Regions from separate parts of the Mus musculus genome. Here region 2 is linked to region 1. Evidence: chromatin contacts called from public Micro-C data. All regions are on one chromosome and are shown on one strand. The core of a region is the stretch at or near the end of the contact, and the rest is flanking DNA. Distances in the headings are between cores, read along the strand shown. Region 1 overlaps Xdh (xanthine dehydrogenase). Region 2 has its middle 5.5 kb from the start of Gm30983.

Region 1 (3,841 bases), core at 1,269-3,768:
GTACCCCCCCAGAGCTCGTGTCTATACCTGCATATGTATCAGAAGATGGCCTAGTTGGCCATCAGTGGAAAGAGAGGCCCCTTGGTCTTGCAAACTTTATATGCCTCAGTACAGGGGAACGCCAGGGCCAAGAAGTGGGAGTGGGTGGGTAGGGGAGTGGGTGGGGAGGATATGGGGAACTTTTTGGATAGCATTGGAAATGTAAATGAAGAAAATACCTAATTAAAATAAAAGAAATTGAGAAAAAAGATGATAACGGAAATATATCCAACTAGACATATATATGTATTCTCTAAGAAGGCCCTTTGAATGCCCGTACTTGGGAGGCCAAGGCAGGCAGATCTCTGTGAATTCTGGGCCAGAAAGTTCCCACAGAGTGAGGCCTTGAATGTTTTTTTTTTTTCTTTCCAGGGAGAACTGTTGGAAAAAGAGAGGGCTGTGTATAATCCCGACTAAGTTTGGAATAAGCTTCACACTTTCTTTTCTGAACCAGGTAATTGCTTTAGGTAACTTGGCCATATCCTCTGGCACACCATTCCAGTACTGATTTGTTGTTGTTGTTTTCGTTTTTTGGATAAAAGAAGCCTCTCATCTCTGGTAACAGGCCTGACTAGGAGGCTCTCTCTGCTTCTGAAATAAAATTTGCATATTGCTGCTAGTGTAGTGTGTGAAGGAGGGTGAGATGGGGATCTGGGGTCAGCCTTCTAGTTCTTACCTTTCATGGCTACAAGACAGTCACTCGGCTTCTTCATTCTCTTTCTTCAAGAATCGCATAGGGACAGAGAGAAGTGGAGAAGTGACCTATTTCCTTCTCAAGGCAAGATACACAGAGAAATGAAAGCGTTTCTCTAACTCCTGAAGGGCTAGTTAATTAAATAATGAGGTTTACACTGTTTAATTTTCGCTTGGGTCTTTTTTTTTTTTTTTTTAAACTAAACCATGGTTAATGGATTTCTTCTTCCTGGGCTCTGTATCTTCAGTTTCAAAGCTTGAGTGGATTCAGGATTTACCAAATGTTGTGGTTGGCCTTCTCTTTCCTTAGGGGGGTGCCTTGGTCCACGTGTACACGGATGGGTCGGTGCTGCTGACACATGGAGGTACTGAGATGGGTCAAGGCCTTCACACCAAGATGGTTCAGGTGAGAAGCCTGGGGACCACATTTGGGATGTCTGGTGTCCAGAAAGATGCTGGGTGATGTGCCAGGAGAAGCATCAGGCCTGAGAAAACATCACACATGGCCGTAGAGAAGTCTTCTCCCTTCTTATTTCTGCTACTGACTAGATAATCCCCCAGGGTATGTCCATTACCAGCATCCTGGGCTCTGAGCTCCTTGTATGTATGAAAATAGCTCATTTTCCCAGCTCAGTGAGACTTCAAGGGGAGGAGGGCTAATGGTGCTGGATTGATATCAGAACATCTGCTTGGCTCTTGAGGTTTATCCAGACTTAAAAAGAAATTCCAGTGTTTTTAAAACGGGCTTATAGATGTCTTAGCCAACCAGACCCCACAAAAAGTGCTCCTTCAAACCCAGCCAGGTTTGACATTCCAGAATCAACAGACTAGAGAGCTTACCAGACTGGGAAGAGGACAGCCAAGTTCCATGATAACCTCTGTCCTAGAGAGTGACATCTCCTTTGTTGCAGGTGGCCAGCAGAGCTCTGAAAATCCCCACTTCCAAGATCCATATAACGGAGACAAGCACTAACACTGTCCCTAACACCTCTCCCACGGCTGCCTCTGCCAGCGCTGACCTCAATGGCCAGGCCATTTATGTAAGTGAGGAGTCTAGCGGAAACCTGAGCCGCTGGGGATGGGCTCTGGGTTTGGGGTGAGGTGTCTCAAGAGGTCTCCTTGATGGTCTGTAATAGAATATTGGCAATGGTCATGACTTCATTCTGCTATTCAGGAGGATGGTCTGGTCCATATGGCCAGCTAATAGAGAGACTCCAGCCTAATCATGTCTATCAAAGCCAGGAATGTTGGATCCAGAGAAGGAGGGGATTAGAATGAAGGCAGTGGATTCTGAGAAGGAATACTACCCTGGGCTGGAACTAGCTAGTTTTAATCCAAGATAGTGGATTAAAATTGATATTTGACTATGGGGTCAGCAGGATCCCAGATACTTGCTTCTTTCTCACATGAGAGATATATCCTCAAACAAGGAGCAGACTAGGAGAGGTACCTCCTGGGAGGGGGGGTGTCCATCAGAAGTTCCCTCTCTGTCAGCCTAGGCATGGTGTCAGGAGGGCTCTCTAAACAAGAGCTAATGGTGGCCTACTGTGCAGACCATTGAGCGGTGTAAGTGGCTTGGGTGTCACCTGGTACAGAGGGCAGAGCACTGATGTGTCTGGTGTCTGGTGGGGTTCCTCCAGGAAGCCTGTCAGACCATACTGAAAAGACTGGAGCCCTTCAAGAAAAAGAATCCCTCAGGCTCCTGGGAGAGCTGGGTAAGTCTGAGCTGGTCTAAGCTGCTTTTTTACAAAGGAAAAGTACATCAGTGACACAGGGCTTTTGTCCCTACCTAACACATGTAGGAGATGATGGCCTAGTCACCTACTTGGAGACAATGAGCTCTGTCTGAGTCACAGGGTAAGAACAAGTTCATTCTTGTGGAGATTAGAGCTCTGGCCTCCCCAAGCCTGGAAGGATGGATTGTTTGTCTTAAGCACCTCCACATGATGGCTTCGCTCACTCAGGTGTGGATCTATACATATATCATCAGGCCCAGTGAGGTGTGTCTTCTTAAAACTCCATGTCTCTGAGGGCTTCCCTGGCAGCCCTCTTACCCAACTTTCAAGTCTGGGGCAACTGAAAATGTCATCCATGAGAGATCTAGATGTCCCAATAGATGCTAGGAGTGATAAAACAGAGAATCTCAATAAGAACGAGCCTAGTTGTCTGAATTCTTTCTAGACTAGATGTGTCTGTATACAAAGAATTTTTAGAGATATTGCACGCCTGTAATCATATGTAGAGACAGAGAGTTCATGAACTAGAGGCTAGCCTGAGATATGCAGAAAGACACTGTCTCAAGAAGTCAAGGGATGGGCATATGCAAGGTCCTAGGTTCAACTTCTAGCAGTGCAAAACACACACACACACACACACACACACACACACACACACACACACACACACACACTGGAGGGACCAAGGAGAGGGACCAAAATGGGACTGTACATGAACTAAATGGTAGTACAACCCATCTCACCAGATTCAGAGAAAACAAGCTTCCATGTCATGTCTACTCTTTTTCCACTCCCTGTCTGATCTTAACTTCCCTTTCCATTCACGTCATTAAGTACCATATGCATTTAATTTAATTCTGGTGGCTTGTGCATAGGTTTGTCAGGCAATTGGAGCATTCTTCACAACAGCCTTGTTGATAATTTTCTTTCACTCAACTTGAGCTTCGTCCAGTGTTACCAGCTATGTAGTCCAGGATTCGTTATGAGCAGGTGACACAGGCTAGTCATCCACAGTCACTAATATAGATATTATATTGTACGTTATTGTACGCCTAGTATAGATGCTAGGTCGAAAACTGTTTTCTCTAAGCCTTTAGTTTCCTCATCTGCAATACGGGAATAACGATGTCTTAGTAGTGGGCTGGGTCTACCACAAATGTCCCTTCCTGATGCCCCTTGTCTTCCTCAGGTCATGGATGCCTACACTAGTGCAGTGAGCTTGTCTGCTACTGGATTTTATAAGTGAGTATGATCCTCATCCTGCCCACTCTCACATGCTGACAGCCCTGAATGCTGGTTGGCCCAGGGCCAGACAAAATCAGCAACCCTAAAACCTTTATCATGTCAGTGGGACTCACGCTGACTTCATTCAG
Region 2 (3,937 bases), core at 144-2,643, 93 kb before region 1:
CCTTGTTCCAAAGCCTGGCCGAAAAAACTTTTCTCTTTTCTTGTGTCTCCTTTTCCTCCTGGGATCCGGAAGTCCCACCTGTTCCTTCCGCCCAGCAATTGGCTCCCATCTTCTTTATTGACCAAATCAAGACTCAATTAGGGAACCAGACTTTAGTATCAGCACCTCCCCCTACATTTTCCCATCTGTGGCTTTCTTTACTATATTCCATTTATGCTGGTCTCTTCACAGTTCCTCATATGTGAAGTTTTCCTTCTACCTCTGAGTCTTCTGACATGATCCTCTCCAGAATTCTTTCCCATTCCTCTTTGCTAAAACAAGTCTCAGTTTAAACATCACTCTGGCTGGAATCCAATCCAGGGCCCAGGGAGGTGCTTTGTGCTTCTATTGTTTTGTTTTTTGTTTTTTCTCAATATGGTTAAAGTTCTTGTAAGGCAAGTTATTTAATCCATACCTTTAATAACATAGACTCCAGAATAGCTAGGATCATTCCTATCTCTCCCACATTGCAAAATCACTGCACACAGTGTTTGGGGAAAGGCAAGCAAGTCTTAGAAGAATGAGTGGAGGGATCTTGTGCCATGGGAGCTCAATGGAAATCAAAGCATATGGTGGAGCTCAGTCAGTGGCTGTGAATTTGATGGGGTTCTGGGTCATGGGCAATTCTGAGCATGCCAGTGGCTGCTGAGCCTTTTTCTCTGACTGCACTGATGTCTTGATAGCTCAGCTCAACCTTCTCCAAGGAGGTTCTTGCCGTAAGCACTGAATAGGAGGCAGAGGGAGACCTTTGGCCTTCAGCCCCATTGCTATCCTGATTGGACCATGAAAAAGGATAAGAGCATAGTCTCACCTCAGGGAACACCTCAAGGTCAAATGCCTTGGCTGTACATAGCTCAGTTGGTGGTGTGTTTGCTTGCATGTAGAAAGCCATAGATTTGGGCTCTAGTACTGTACAAACTGGGCATGCATGCCCCCATGCATGTCACCATGCATATAGGTGACAAATGCCAATAGTTCTAATACTTAGGAGGTGAAGGCAAGAGAATCAAAAGTTAAAGGCTATCCTTGACTACACGACAAACTCAAGGTCAGCACAGGACAAATTTAGACACACTGTCCAAAACAAAACAAAACAAAACAAAACAAAACAAAACAAAACAAAACAAAACAAAACAGTATAGGATTCAGTTTAGCTACATTGAAAAGTCCCAGCACTAGAAGCTGTGCCTTCTCTCACCAGGCCTTTGTGTCTCTGGGGCTTCTCCTACCCCTGTCCAGCAGCCCTTTCTCTCCTTGTCTACCCACAAATGTCTATGTACCTTCCCAGACTCAGTGCAACTGCTGACCCTTCAGGGACTTTTCCAGATCCTGTCTTCTTTCTAACTGAAGCCAATGACTCAGTTCCTGTGTCTGCTCCTCTCTGAGCCTAATGTGAACTTCAGACATTGTTCCTAGCAGAACCAGTTGGGGATTTGCCTACACATGACTTAGTTGCTTTTAGAAATGCTCTCATGTGCAAAACCAGGGAAGACAAAGACAGCAGTGGTTTCTAGAGCAGGTTCTCCCTCCTGGAGAGTGAATGAGAACAAGGGAGGGAGCCCTGCCCATTGTTCCTATTCTGCGGAGGGCTAGTGCTCTCTAGGTGTTTAATCAGTGCCCTAACACACCTTATATGGTAGGGGACAGGCATGTTGCAGTGAACCCATCAGGATAGGATTTAAGTGGCAGACCCTGGAGCAGGACTACCTGGATTAGAATCTCATTGCTTTTACTTACTAATTCTGGAGCCATGGGCAAATTACTTGCTATACTTTGAATGTGGTTTGAGTGCCTCTCAAGGGTCCATTTTGATTCAAAGCTTGGTTCCTAGGGAAAGTGGCATGGAACCTTTAAGAGGTGGAGCCAAATAAGAGGCTCTTAGGTCAATTGGGGGTCCACTCTTCAAGAGGTTTGTGAGATATCAGAGCTTCTCTGAATCCCACCTGAGAGGTAACTCCTTATTTCACATTCTAAAACACCCTTTCACCAGGATGCTCTGCCATCTACTGCCCACATCAGAGGCCAACCAATCAAGTCACCCAATAGAACCTTGCATATTCAAACTCCAAAATCATAATCTCTCTGTCTCTTTCTCCCCCACCCTCCCCCCTCAACCTGTGTCAGGTATTTTGTTATAGTGACACAAAGGTGATACATTGCTTCATCTCTCTGTCCTCAGTTTACCCAAAATGGGGGATACAAGAAGTACTAGATTTATAGAGTTGCCGTGAAGACTAATAATTCTTAGTCACGTAAGTAAAAGGCTGGTATTTGTCTCTTACATCTGTTGGCTGGAGTAAGTGGTTAATTAAACCCACTTTATTGCCTTTCCACAATTAATTCTCCAGGCACTGGAGAACCAGTGTTGAACAAACCAAGCACTATTTTATTTTTATGGAGCTAACAGTCCCCAAGAAAAGCATGCAATCAAGTGATAATGGCATAGGGCACACGGTAAACTGCTCCATTTTGTTGTTGTTGTTGACATTATTGATTTTTGGTTTTTGAAAGAGCATGAATCTCCTTGGGCCTTGCAAACTCAGACAACTTGGGTGTCTCAGGGACAAAACAGAAACATTGGCTTCATACTCCCACCACAAAATCAACCACTTGCAATAGTCTCTCTCCTGTCACAGTGTGAATATTCCTGCTTCTGCCTAGGATCCCTTCTTTCAGAAACAGACCCATGTCCCTAGTCAGTTTGAATTACTGTTCCACATTTCTGGCCACGTGATCGCCACACTCTTCAAAAGGCCTGTGTCTGTTTTATTTCTCCATATTCTATTTCCCATTTTCTCCTCAGTTACCTATATCTCACACCTCCATACCAACCAGGTTTGGGGAGGGCACCAGTGACATCCGTTGTACTGGATAATTTTATGTCAACCTGACATAAGCTGTAGTCATCCGAGTGGAGGGAACCTCTATGGAGAAAATGTTTCCGTAAAACAGGGCTGTAGATAAGCCATTCGAACATCTTCATAATTAGTGATTGATATGGCAGGGCCCAGCCCATTATGGGTGGTACCACCCCTGAGCTGGTGGTCCAGGGTTCTATAAGAAAACAGCTGAGCAAGCCACATAAGCAGCATCCCTCTATGGCCTCTCTATCTGGTCCTGCCTCCAGCATCCTGCTCCACTTGAGTTCCTGCCCTGATGCCCTTCAACGAGGGACTACAATGTGGAAGTGTAAGCAAATAAAGCAATTCCTCCCCAAGTTGCTTGTTACCATCAATACTCAATCTTATTTTCTTATCTGAATCAATGTTCAATAACACTTACTTCTCAAAAACCACGAATTGCTTTGGCTCTCAGAATCCACATTCTTCTTTCCCTTGTCACCTTTTTGGTCATACTTTCTTAGTTCTTATGGTTCTTAACCAACTTACATAATCATGAAATTTGGAGTTTCCTAGAATTTAGTGTCAAGACCTATTTTCTTGGTACTTCCCAAGAGATCTCAGATAATGGCATGATTTAATAAGCTATTTTTGGTAATTCCTATATTTGTATCTCAAGTTTCATCATGTCTTTTCTTCAAATATGTAAGCGTATTTGTTTGCTCAATAAATGAGCTTGAGTCTTTAATCATAACCATAACTGGCCAAGGTAGAACTTGATTTTTTTACCCTCTGAACTTCTTCACTTCTTATTAAATTATGTTGTTATTCATTTTGTGACATGGGTCAAACGTTTGTAGATGTTTTAATTTCTCTCATTTCTACACACACACACACACACACACACACACGATCACAACATTATCAAATGTACTCCAAATCGTCCATCTCTCTTCATATTTATATTATAGTTTCCATCTTAATTTCTTATCCCTTGAAAGTGGTTACTTGAAAGTGGTTACTCATAGTGGCTCAATGTAGTAGAAAAACTATGCTGA

The links. A called contact is a pair of places that touch in the nucleus more often than the background predicts.
Region 2: a Micro-C map of trophoblast stem cells shows a contact between it and region 1, with 3 times the contacts expected there. The contact joins two enhancer-like sites. A contact is called at or near these places in 3 of 15 datasets of contacts at CTCF or cohesin (the NIH/3T3 cell line and large pre-B cells), 11 of 484 Hi-C or Micro-C datasets (the G1E-ER4 cell line, the P5424 cell line, Sertoli cells and 8 more) and 3 of 9 other capture datasets (adipose tissue, liver and pancreatic islet).

The regions. Positions count from the first base shown.
Region 1 is chr17:73,895,613-73,899,453 of GRCm38.p6, reverse strand. Xdh (xanthine dehydrogenase) reads left to right here. Exons shown (of 36, transcript NM_011723.3): 27 at 412-493; 28 at 1,043-1,138; 29 at 1,644-1,772; 30 at 2,373-2,447; 31 at 3,658-3,710. Among named protein-coding and RNA genes, the nearest start is that of Xdh, 53 kb to the left of the region's middle. Within about 2 kb of position 2,518, at least 7 of the 459 cell types and tissues checked have an H3K27ac peak or open chromatin away from gene starts, as enhancers often do. A contact at or near this core is called in trophoblast stem cells, where this site is marked.
Region 2 is chr17:73,987,542-73,991,478 of GRCm38.p6, reverse strand. No RefSeq gene overlaps it. Among named protein-coding and RNA genes, the nearest start is that of Gm30983, 5.5 kb to the right of the region's middle. Within about 2 kb of position 1,393, at least 12 of the 459 cell types and tissues checked have an H3K27ac peak or open chromatin away from gene starts, as enhancers often do. A contact at or near this core is called in trophoblast stem cells, where this site is marked.